Linked DNA regions of Gadus morhua: region 2 is linked to region 1. Evidence: chromatin contacts called from public Hi-C data. All regions are on one chromosome and are shown on one strand. The core of a region is the stretch at or near the end of the contact, and the rest is flanking DNA. Distances in the headings are between cores, read along the strand shown.

The links. Hi-C and Micro-C count contacts between places; a contact is called where the count stands out from the background.
Region 2: a contact with region 1 is called in a Hi-C map of heart, with 5 times the contacts expected there. The contact joins the promoter of LOC115536891 here to the promoter of rpl7 in region 1. A contact is called at or near these places in 3 of 6 Hi-C or Micro-C datasets (blood, gill and heart).

What each region holds. Positions count from the first base shown.
Region 1 is chr23:24,345,361-24,351,211 of gadMor3.0, reverse strand. It overlaps rpl7 (ribosomal protein L7), which reads right to left and starts at 4,284. Exons shown (of 7, transcript XM_030348369.1): 1 at 4,171-4,284; 2 at 3,588-3,687; 3 at 2,986-3,152; 4 at 2,619-2,756; 5 at 2,115-2,224; 6 at 1,539-1,751; 7 at 911-954. The coding sequence starts at 4,184. The coding sequence ends at 1,543. LOC115537857 (small nucleolar SNORD12/SNORD106) reads right to left here and starts at 3,412; the gene lies at 3,320-3,412. rdh10a (retinol dehydrogenase 10a) reads left to right here and starts at 5,800. Exons shown (of 6, transcript XM_030348367.1): 1 at 5,800-5,851. It overlaps LOC115537860 (small nucleolar SNORD12/SNORD106), which reads right to left and starts at 2,450; the gene lies at 2,358-2,450. It also overlaps LOC115537858.
Region 2 is chr23:24,519,506-24,525,356 of gadMor3.0, reverse strand. It overlaps LOC115536891 (double-stranded RNA-binding protein Staufen homolog 2), which reads right to left and starts at 4,480. Exons shown (of 8, transcript XM_030348352.1): 1 at 4,321-4,480. The coding sequence starts at 4,374.

The DNA.
Region 1 (5,851 bases), core at 3,035-5,534:
CTAGGCGGACTTCACGTCTGAGCAGTCTTGTGGTACACCACGGCACGCTGGTAGACGAGCTTCCTGGTGACCTTGAGAGACTAACAAAAACAAGAAGCCTTGATGAGTACATGTGTAGACGAATGGGTGACCTATGATGCTAAAATAACTGGTGTTTCAAGCGGTTTCATAAATATTGGCTTATTGAACAAATCTTGTTTCCATCATAGTCGATCAGCCGGGGAAAGAATGTTAATCATAAACCACCGAGTTTGAATCCATCAAGGTTGGATCTAGGCAAAACATGAAGGCCAATGTTCTCTGCACAACAAATCAACTTACCCTCTGATCCAGAGGAAGCTGTTCTCGGAGGTTCCTTCACCCCGGTCCGGAGTCACGTCCCCGTGTAGCCATCAGCATGTGCACATCTCTCCAGTCTGAAGGAAGATGTAAACCAACTTCAATGAGTACAAGTGTATACAGAAACAGCCAACTAATAAAGTGACAGTATGAACTATTCTTACCTTCTTAGCCAGCATCTTCCTGATGAGACCAGCTCCGTCGCTGAAACCCGGTCAACGTCACTTCTAGATGCCTTATAGACAAGACCTTCACAAGTTGCAGGGAGCGATTGATTACTAGGATTACAGAATTTCTATTGTGCCTTCGAGGGGCCAGTAGAGCCAGGAACCTCTTGTGCGTCGATCAATCCTACATCACCAGTCAGTCAGATTTGGACAGATTTAGATACCATGTTTTCAGATTTCCTGCCCTCTCCATTACTGTTACAGGAATCCTGCAGATTCATCCTATATCACACACGGCATGCCACGTGAGGTTTTGCCAGAAGGCACCGAATCCTGATGCTGGGAAGACCTGGTCCACATTGTCCTGAGACTCAATGAAAAATAATAACGCCGACACCAGAAAGTTCTTTTTTGTATTTTTATTATACAGTTGGAAATCCTGCAAAACCTGTAACAAAAAAAAGGGAAGAAATTGGTAAACTTAAGATCAGTTACTTTAGTCCAAGATTTTATTTGTGATTTAGGCCACAGCTGCACATATTTTATGCCAGATGCCGTATAATTATCAAACCAATACTTGTTAATGTCATGTCATCATTAACCACATCTGACTAATAGCCATCATTGACTGATCAGCATCGCTAAAGCAACACTGGCCTGACCCCTGTAGAGTTTACATTTACCAGTCGCCGTTATCCAAAACGAGTTACAATAAGTACATTCATCATAAGGCGAAACAATCTGTCGTACGGTAAGGATGTTCATAGAACCGAGTTCAAAGCGCTAACAATCGCTAGGTTCACCCATTCGCCGTATACAACCAAAATAGCTAGACTACAGCACAACTTAAGGGCTGATTACGGCTCCACGATCACGCAACGACCAGGCAGACGCTTCGACGCAGTCATGAACCCGTTTCGGTTAGCGGACCAATCACAGCCCTTTTTGGGAGGCGCATGTCAGGCCTCCCAAAAATCTATCCATCCATCTATCTATCTATACACTATAACCAAGTGCGACACACAATCTCACCAGTTCAGTTCATCCTCCGGATCATTCTGTTGATCTGGTCTTCCCTGTTGCCAGCGTCACCGCCCTCCACGAAGTGGGTGGTCTTCTTGTTCATGCCGCCGCGGGGGGAGGAGAGCTTGAAGGGCCACAGGTAGTTGTTGGCCACCTTGAAGTTCTTCCCGGTTGTGAAAATCTCGTGGATCAGATCCTCCATGCAGATGAGGCCATACTTGCCTGAAGGAGAGCGGACAACATTAGGCCCAACGCAAGGTAAGCTCTACGACTGATTAGCATTGGTTTGCTTTAGTTTCTCTACCAATGTTACTGGTAAGAGGACACGCACTATTTACTGTTGATGTAAATCACCAAAACCATCTTATGGAGTATAGTGAAAAGACTGATGTGGATTCAGACACAATTGGCTTATTTTCAATTGACTTTCACCATGGTCGATTAGACGGGGAAAAAAGTTGAGCATCACTAAACACATCATGAAGTCATAACCCTACCTTCTCTTACTGACTATATCAATGTATAAAAACATATTTACATGGTTTGGCATGCATGATGGACATCCAGACTGATGACCATAATTACCAAGGGTCTTCTCGATGAGGGAGTTGTCTGTGATGGCAATGCGCTGCTTGCTGATCTTGCCGAATCCACGCTTGTAGATGAGCTCGCGGACAGACTTCAGGTTGGGGTATCTGAGCGATGGGCACACGAGGGAAATTATGACAACCATATTAAGATTGAACCACGAGTTATACACATACTGCAGAGTGGTACAAGGCAGGGCTGGATATCTTTTAGTCTTAAAAACACGAGAAATGTGAAGAAAGTGTGGTTTCAGACTAAATTGGCTTATTTTCAGCTTGGTTTTCACCAGATTCGATAAGATGGGGAAAAAAATTGGTCATCATTAACCACATAAGTGAGATTACTGACCACATTGGTCAGTAATCTAAGAACCATATTGGTCATCTTTGGGTCATTATTGAGGACACTGAACGTACCTAAAGGTTAAGGGTCAGGACCATGCACCATTCAAAGCATGAGGTCGATAACTTAACACGGCAAAGATGGATGCTGCCATCTTACCCCCATGCGATGTAGGGCTCTGCGATCCTGAGCATGTTGATGGACGCCTTGTTCAGCCTGACGAACACGCCGTTGAAGATCTGGCGGAGACGGAGCAGTTGCAGAACCTTGCGCACCTTGGGGCTGACGCCGTTGATACTGGGAAGCAGAGTTCAGCGGTCAGCATCAGAAAGGACGCTTCATACAAACATCAGTGCACTCAGACAAGTGGTTTCATAAATATTGGCTTATTAAACAAATAGTGTTTCCATCATAGTCGATCAGCCGGGGAAAGAATGTTAATCATAAACCACCAAGCATAACTTCAGCCCATTGAAGCAACAGCATCAGACCATCAATATAAAAACACACGGAGACAATGTCTTACCCTCGGATCCTGATGACGAAGGCCAGCTTGGGCTCGGCGGGGACGTAGAAGTTTCCCACTTTGCGGGCGGTACGGGCTTGACGGACCTCACGCCTGTACAGGTTCCTGTACTCCCTGTGGTACGCCTCGGCGCGTTTGTAGATGAGCTTCCTGGTCACCTTGCGAGTCTAACATCAGACGACAAAAACAAGAAGCCTTGATGAGTACATGTGTATTCGTATGGGCGACTAATGACAAGGCATTCCTTGGTATCCATAGAGACATCAGTGGAATCGTGAGAAAGTAACAAGGCAGCACACTGTTGCACCACCGTGAAGATCCCCCTAATGTCCAAGATGTGGTTTCAGACAAAATTGGCTTATTTTCAGCTTGGATTTCACCAGATTCGATAAGATGGGGAAAAAAATTAGTCATCATTAACCACATTAGACTAGCAGCCAGCATTGACCCGTTAGTTTAGTTATCTTATGAGTGCGACAGGTATCAAGACAAGGACAGATCATGACATGTGCGTGATAAGTACGTCTGTTTACAAATGGGCGACCCATTTGTGCATCATGCAGACATCTGTGGGACCGTGCGGGAGCCATGTGCATTCTCACCTTCTTCTCAGCGAGCATCTTCTTGATGCGGACGGCCTTCATGGTGGCGAAGGCCTTTCGCCTTTTCAAAAGGCTCTCAGGGACCGCCGGTACCTTTTTTCTAGGAGAACATAAAGATGGTTTAAAACACTTAGAGTAGAGTTGATAAGGCAGGTGTTCCTTACGGTGTATTACGCCACGTTGACGAGGGGCGACAACGCCGTCAACATGGTTAGCCTAGCATTAGCAATCTACGAGCAATTCACCGGCATTTCGTTGTCATGTATATTAACCAATTGTTATTAAAAGACACCCAGTATGCAAACGTTTAATTAACTTGGTCATAGACTAAAATCGACAGGAGATCCGACAACACGTTTAGTTAAGACAGTCAGTAGTCCGGACATGTTGGGTGAAGCTACTCGGCTACAGGCAGCAATAGGTTGGTTGGCATTAAAACTATTCTAAAACAATATCATCCACAATATATGATGTCCTAGCCGGGATGACTACTAATTAAACGTATACAAGGATGACCAAAACGCCTGATGGCAGTTTTAAACTTAGATGGACATGGATTTCAACACAGAGGAAAAGTACTCACTCTGCGTCCGCCATTGTGTCCACCGAGAAAGAGAAAATCCTGTCTGCGCATGTCTGTGATAAAAGAGCGAGGACACCGGATGTTGCCCTGCGCGCTGCCTGAATCACAATGCACAACTTTGTATGGATTTATTTCTGCTCGTTTAGTATTATTATTTTATATTACCGTAATACACACAAACATGACACGTACTCACTTATCTTACCATGCAGGCATATCATTGATTTGGTAGAAATTATATTATTGCGTAGGAGTTCTGAAGAATAACACAAATAAAGGAAAACATATCGCCTTATATTTGTTATGTTGGATTATATATTTTATCAATTATGTTGACGGAAACTATTGATTCAATAAAGGCTGATTCATTCCGATAAATGCAGCGTTATCCCTCATGGCATTGATCAAAAACCTAGAACCGACTTCCCTCGGGCAGGTCATGTTGTTGCCGTGCATTGAACCAGCTGATAGGGATTCTTGAGACTACTGAAGAAGCTGTAAAGTATTGTGTGGTGCAGCACCTCGTGTGGCCAGCAAGTGGCGCCAACGCTACACTCTGCCCTCCAACATTTCTCCAACTCAAAGTACAGTATGTTTCAAGAGCACATCCATATATCTAAGTGGGCCACCGCATAGAGTATTATTTACATCAAGGGCGCAAATATAGCTTTTTAAAAAAAATAAATAAATATGGGATCATAACGTGTTGGTGAAATCATCACATTGATTACTTCGTATATCATCTGAGACCGTCACAGTGAATTGACAGGAGTTAGAGATAATTTTATCGCAATTATTTAAATATTGGTTAACTGGGCTTATGCATTAGCTATACTGTTAAAGGCCAAACATGTATGACGAATAATTCTAACTTGGATAGGCCACTTCCCAATCTGTGTATTGTAAAATAAATGGTCATTTCTCCGTATGACACCTATTTCACAGAGAACGCATCTGATCGTAAACCACAGCAAACTTGACGTTCATTTAGAAATTGCCTTTTTCTTATTATGTAATCGAATCTTATATCACAATATAACCATACACGACGTAGGCCTACTAACTCTGGATACCCCGGCAGCTGTGGGCTGTTTTGTAACATTCCCAGGAGAGTAAGTTTATTAATGCTCTAAGCCTATTTTATATTTTACACATAGGATTTCTGTCGCTACTATTTTTAAACCCATACATAATTGTAATCAGTGACATTATTTGATCATTGATCAAATTATATACAAATAATTTCAAACGTTACGTGTTGGCCTGAACCGATGTAGACTATCAAAAAAAAAAGATCGAAATGATGACCAGGACTACATTCAGGAATTGAGAAGCTCTGGAAAAAAAGTAAATTCCACCAAATTACGCATTACGGCGTGAATGGTCTCATTGGTCTTTCCCATCACAGTCCTCCTCCTCCTCCACCCGGGTTGTATTTGCGTGTGCGTGTGCGTGTGCATGTGTTCGTGTGTGTGTGTGTTCGTGTGTGTGTGTGTGTGTGTGTGTGTGTGTGTGTGTGTGTGTGTGTGTGTGTGTGTGTGTGTGTGTGTGTGTGTGTGTGTGTGTGTGTGTGTGTGTGTGTGTGGATCCGGCCGCTTCCCTCTGATAGGCGCTCCTCTCTCCGGTCCTATTGGGTCCCACCGCGGACGGCTGGACAGGATAAAAGCATGTGAGACGCGGT
Region 2 (5,851 bases), core at 3,231-5,730, 170 kb before region 1:
TGAACACTTTCATTGGCGTACCAAATCGTTTCATAAATAGAACATAAGGAGATAAATTAACTATTTAATTAACTAACTTGACCCGGCAATAGACATCGTGAACCCCACTACTGATTGTGCGGGGGCTGTAGCATTAAAGTCTGCAGGCCTAATGTGTCTGATCAAGACAGCGGTAGCTTATGGTGAAAATGATCATAAAAAATAGAACGTCTTCAAACAATGATTAGAAAGACGTTAAAATTCTCCCTGCAGAATGTTGAATCAATAATTAGCATTTCCAAAAGAGCTCACGAATGTCCTTCAGTTGGACACCTCAGGCCCATGGAAGGGGACTGTGCATCAGCCGACACTCTTTAGTCATTCTTGATTGATATAAGGAGTTTAGCACTTAAGTTAATAAGTGGATGAATGCATCAGTGTGATGGAATAAAGTGGGCAAAAATACACCATTCAAAATATGAAACCATCTAAACCACTAGCATACAACGGAGTCTGTACACTTTCACATAGATCAATATGTCAGACCGATGTCACAACTTCTAACCCAGAAGGGACCTGTACTGGAGCAACACAGTGACTCTTTGGGAAACCCGCCCATGAAAGGAGAAAGGTGGAACAGTGTGGACATACGAGGGCTGTGGCCTCGTCACGTTCCCCCGGAAACGGCTCTCGCTCAGCAACACCGAGGTCGAGGGGAGCAGAGGTAGTTTATGTTCAATAGTTTAAACCATCACTGGTTCGGTGAATAATGACAAGTGTACAACTACTGTGCAACTACAACTATTTTCTCCAGTGAGATGTAGGCTGGTTCAAGTTACTTTGACCAGAGTCAGGGCACTTTAAAGAGGATGAACGTTAAAGGCAGGACAAGCATTACTGTTCTCAGAGACAACCTGTCACCGTGTGTGTGTGCTTGTGCGGGTATGTGCAAAAAAGTACCAAAAAAACGTACAGCCGTGTTATATGTGTGTGTGCATGGACTAGTCAAAAACGTGTCAAGATGTATGTGCATCCATGTTTCCTTTGCGAGTGGTGTGCTTCACACATCAGACCGGCCTTCTCTGGCTCAATGAAGGCCGGACAAAGCATGCGGTCGGTGCGTTGAGGTGCATTGTGCGCTAGGACACTGATGCATTCTGTAGGTGTAATTAGGAGTCATGAAAGAAAAAGGTCTGTAACCATGACAGTATAATGGGGCATAATTTGGTCTACTGGCTGCTGAATGGATGTATCGAATGCACGAGACCCCAGGGAAAAGACGACAATAAACTTTGTGGTCAAACTAACGTCACTGAAACCGCAGCGACTGCAGCACAGCTCGTGTTGTGTAGATCTTTATGGTCGTGCTGTGTAGATCTTTCTGCTCGTGTTGTCTAGATCTTTCTGCTCGTGTTGTGTAATCTTTCTGCTCGTGTTGTCTAGATCTTTCTGCTCGTGTTGTCTAGATCTTTCTGCTCGTGTTGTGTAGATCTTTCTGCTCGTGTTGTGTAGATCTTTCTGCTCGTGTTGTGTAGATCTTTCTGCTCGTGTTGTGTAATCTTTCTGCTCGTGTTGTGTAATCTTTCTGCTCGTGTTGTGTAATCTTTCTGCTCGTGTAGTGGAGATCTTTCCTCTTGTGTTGTGTAGATCTTTCTGCTCGTGTTGTGTAATCTTTCCTCTCGTGTTGTGCAGATCTTTCTGCTTGTGTTGCGCCGGGTAACCTCAACACAGCGTTGATGAATACTCTTTTCTGATTGGTCAACGATCTGATATCTCTGTGAAACAGGCCGCTGCTAGGAATAACAGACAGACGCCATGAATGCCAATTCCTAACCCATAAGATCATATTTTGAGCAGATGCAATAGATCATTTAATAATCAATAAAATGATTTGTTGGTTCTTATATTCTGAGTGAAATTATGATTTATTTAGTATGAAGCCATGTCATCTGCAGGATGATTTACAGCGAGTCATAATTAAGATGTTAACCCCTAAAGGATGGTACAAGCCGCGCTTCGCTTCACGTTTGGCTCCTGCTTCCCCCTGTCTGTTTATTTCAGATAATAACTGGCTCAATGTACACTATCCCTTACCTGTATCCTAGCATGGTGGAATACTTGATTCTGATTGGTCTATAATATTCCGAGGGGGTGCATTATTTATCAATAAGGGGACACATTTGAGCTCATCAAACCAATTCACTACAAATAGAACATTAACCACTCCGCTCAAATACAACCAGCAACCAGATGTTCCCCTAACAAAGCAATACCAATACTCCTAGCACCCAGAGGTATATGTTCAATTCAGCGCAATAAGTCGATAAAACAACAGGCAGCCCCACACAAAGACGGTTGGGGGGTTTGTTCCCCACTGCTGCCCATCCTCCCACACATCGTGTAGGGGGGGGGTCACTATGCACCTGCGGCCGAAACATGAATAAGAGCTATTTTATGGGCTTTTATTGTGTGCTTTCTTACAGCACTAGCAGGTTAGGTCAGAGACAGACAGACCCACAGACACACAGACAGAAACAGCGAGAGAGCGACAGTGACAGAGAGAGAGAGAGACAGGGAGAGAGAGAGAGACAGCGAGAGAAAGAGACAGCGAGAGAGAGAAAAAGACAGCGAAAGAGACGGACAGACAGACAGACAGACAGACAGACAGACAGACAGACAGACAGACAGACAGACAGAGAGCGAGAGAGGCTCTCCTGGGACTCTCTACATAACAATAAGTCGACATGTATGCCCATAGGGACTCGAAACAATATCATCGTCCTCTGGGCGTTGACAGAGACACACACACACACGCACGCACAGGTACGCACACACACGCACACATACAAACGCATATGCAGTGGTAGACACAATGAGGCTCAATTTGTAAAGCAAGCGCTAACAAAGGGTTCATTTATATGGGCACTGACGCCACAAGGCAATAGACGGGGAGAGAGAGAGAGAGAGAGAGAGAGAGAGAGAGAGAGAGAGAGAGAGAGAGAGAGAGAGAGAGACAGAGAGAGAGAGAGAGAGAGAGAGAGAGAGAGAGAGAGGGGGGATGTGGGTGAATTTGATTCTGTTGAAACGATAACACCGGGTCTAAGAGAGAGAGAACACAAAGAGGTAGGGGAGAGACGGCCTGCAGGTACTTTGGGATCAGTCCGGGGTGTGTGTGTGTGTGTGTGTGTGTGTGTGTGTGTGTGTGTGTGTGTGTGTGTGTGTGTGTGTGTGTGTGTGTGTGTGTGTGTGTGTGTGTGTGTGTTTATGTGTGTCGAATTATCCATCGTAATAACTGGAAAAAAAAAAGGAATAAAATAATAGACAATCGCAAATTAATATTGACGTTTCATCCAAAGGAGAAGAGTTTTCTGTCAGAGAGAGAGAGAGAGAGAGAGAGAGAGAGAGACAGAGACAGAGACAGAGACAGAGACAGAGAGAGAGAGAGAGAGAGAGACAGAGACAGAGACAGAGACAGAGAGAGAGAGAGAGAGAGAGAGAGAGACAGAGAGAGAGAGAGAGAGAGAGAGAGAGAGAGAGAGAGAGAGAGAGAGAGAGAGAGAGAGAGAGAGAGACAGAGAGAGAGAGAGAGAGAGAGAGAGAGAGAGAGAGAGAGAGAGAGAGAGAGAGAGAGAGGGTGGTGGAGGAGGAGGTCATCGGAGGTGAAACAGTATGGGGGTGGGAATGAGTTGGGAGACGTGGCAGGGACAGGAGGAGGATGGATGTGGCCGCATTACCTCGGAGGGATGATTGGAGTGACCTTCTCCAGGCAGAAGAATGAGGCGGAGGGAGGTTGGGCTGGAGGCTGATTGGTGGAGGCGGGGGTGGGGGTAGGGAGGTGTGGGGATGTCATGATGAAGGTTTAATTGTGTCGATTTACGCCGTTTCGCTGCGGTCTACGCTTCCTCTTCAAGAGGAACGCCAGCTGATGTTCAGTGATCCATGCGGCGGCGGCGGCGGCGGCTGCCCTGACGCGCTCCTGACAGCCCGCTCCGGTGTGCGTGGCGAAACATGTCAGCGTTGTTTGCTCAGCATTTCATCACAGGGCTTCACGAGCCTCGGACCTCAAGCGAGAGGCAAGATAATACGCCCAAACCGCCGGGGAAACTCTGAGGAGGGGATGGAGTCCTCCTTCAAGGGACTGTTGGAGCTCAACTGGGGCAGATATTGTTAAATATGTGATAAAATATGTGATAAAATTGAGTGTGTGTGTGGCTGAGTATGCAAGCAGTGTCAGTGGGTTTGCAAGCCTGTGTGCGTGTGTGTGTGTGCGTGTGTTTCTGCGCGCGTCTGTTTGTGTATATGAGCTTATGCGTGTGTGTGCGTGCGTGCGCGCGTGCGTACCTGGGGGGGTCTCTCGGGGATGGGCTCGTTGCGGAGGGCCTGCAGGGCCTTCATGGCGGCGTTGTGGCGGGCGGCTTGGCGCGTGCGTCCCTCGCCAACGAACTCATTGGCCCCCACCGACAGCTGCACGTAGAAGACCTTGGGGATGGGGTAGTGGTACCTGGGGAGGGAGGGCCTCGGTTAGAGGGCCTCAGGGGTTGGACTCTAAAGACATGCATTCTCTGCGCATTCAAGAATAAACATAAAATATAATAAACTAAGTAACAGGGAGAGAGAGAGAGAGAGAGAGAGAGAGAGAGAGAGAGAGAGAGAGAGAGAGACAGAGAGAGAGAGAGACAGAGAGAGAGAGACAGAGAGAGAGAGAGAGAGAGAGAGAGAGAGAGAGAGAGAGAGAGAGAGAGAGAGAGAGACAGAGAGAGAGAGAGAGAGAGAGAGAGAGAGAGAGAGAGAGAGAGAGAGAGAGAGAGAGAGAGAGAGAGAGAGAGAGAGAGACAGAGAGAGAGAGAGAGAGAGAGACACAGAGAGAGAGAGAGAGAGAGAGAGAGTGAGAAATGTAGCGGAGTTTAAGACGGAGTGAGAGAAGGTCAGAGGCAAAACCACTAAAAACAACAGAAGGATTATCAAAATGCTTTCAACACAGTTTGACACTGGAGGCCATCATGGTGACTCCCAATGCTGCATGTTGAGATTAAAGAACGAGACCAGGGGCTCTATCTGGAGCATTTCTAGTCGGCGAGTCAGAAGGTCCTGAGTGAGAGCACATTGAGGACGTGTTCCATCAAAATCTAAATTCTTAAACACAGCAGAAGAGGAAACAAAAACTAAAAATCAACAACACACAGAGCTTCAACAGCCCGGGCGGTCGGGTTGTTACTGCTCACGCAGGTCCCGAATTAAACCGCTCCATCAAGGTCAATTAAATCACAAAGGAGCTTTAGCCCACCGCTAGATGGATGGCACCCGGCTGGGCCCACCGCGCTGGGGGGGGGGGGACAAAGCTCTGGGGGGCCATCCATCCTCTCCTCTTTCTCCTCAGCCTTCACATCCATCCTCTCCTCTTTCTCCTGAGCCTTCACATCCATCCTCTCCTCTTTCTCCTGAGCCTTCACATCCATCCTCTCCTCTTTCTCCTGAGCCTTCACATCCATCCTCTCCTCTTTCTCCTCAGCCTTCACATCCATCCTCCCGTCTCTCTCCGGGATCCCGACCTAACGGGGGTAGCCTGTCACCCGGCAGATTTAGGGGTCTGTGTGGGGGCCGCTTGGGAGACTCCCCCCTGGGTTTGAGGAGGGATGGGGGGGGGGGGAGTCTGAGAACCTCTTCCTCTGTGAGGAATGAACGTGACAGCGAGGGAGTTAGAGAGAGAGAGAGAGGGGGAGGGGGAGTTAGAGAGAGAGGGAGAGGGGGAGTTAGAGGGAAAGGGGGAATAAGAGAGAGAGGGAGAGAGTTAGAGAGAGAGGGAGGGGGGGAGAGCGATCTTGCGATATGGAAACAAAACGGGGAAAAAAAAGCCAATCAAAACACGTTTCCC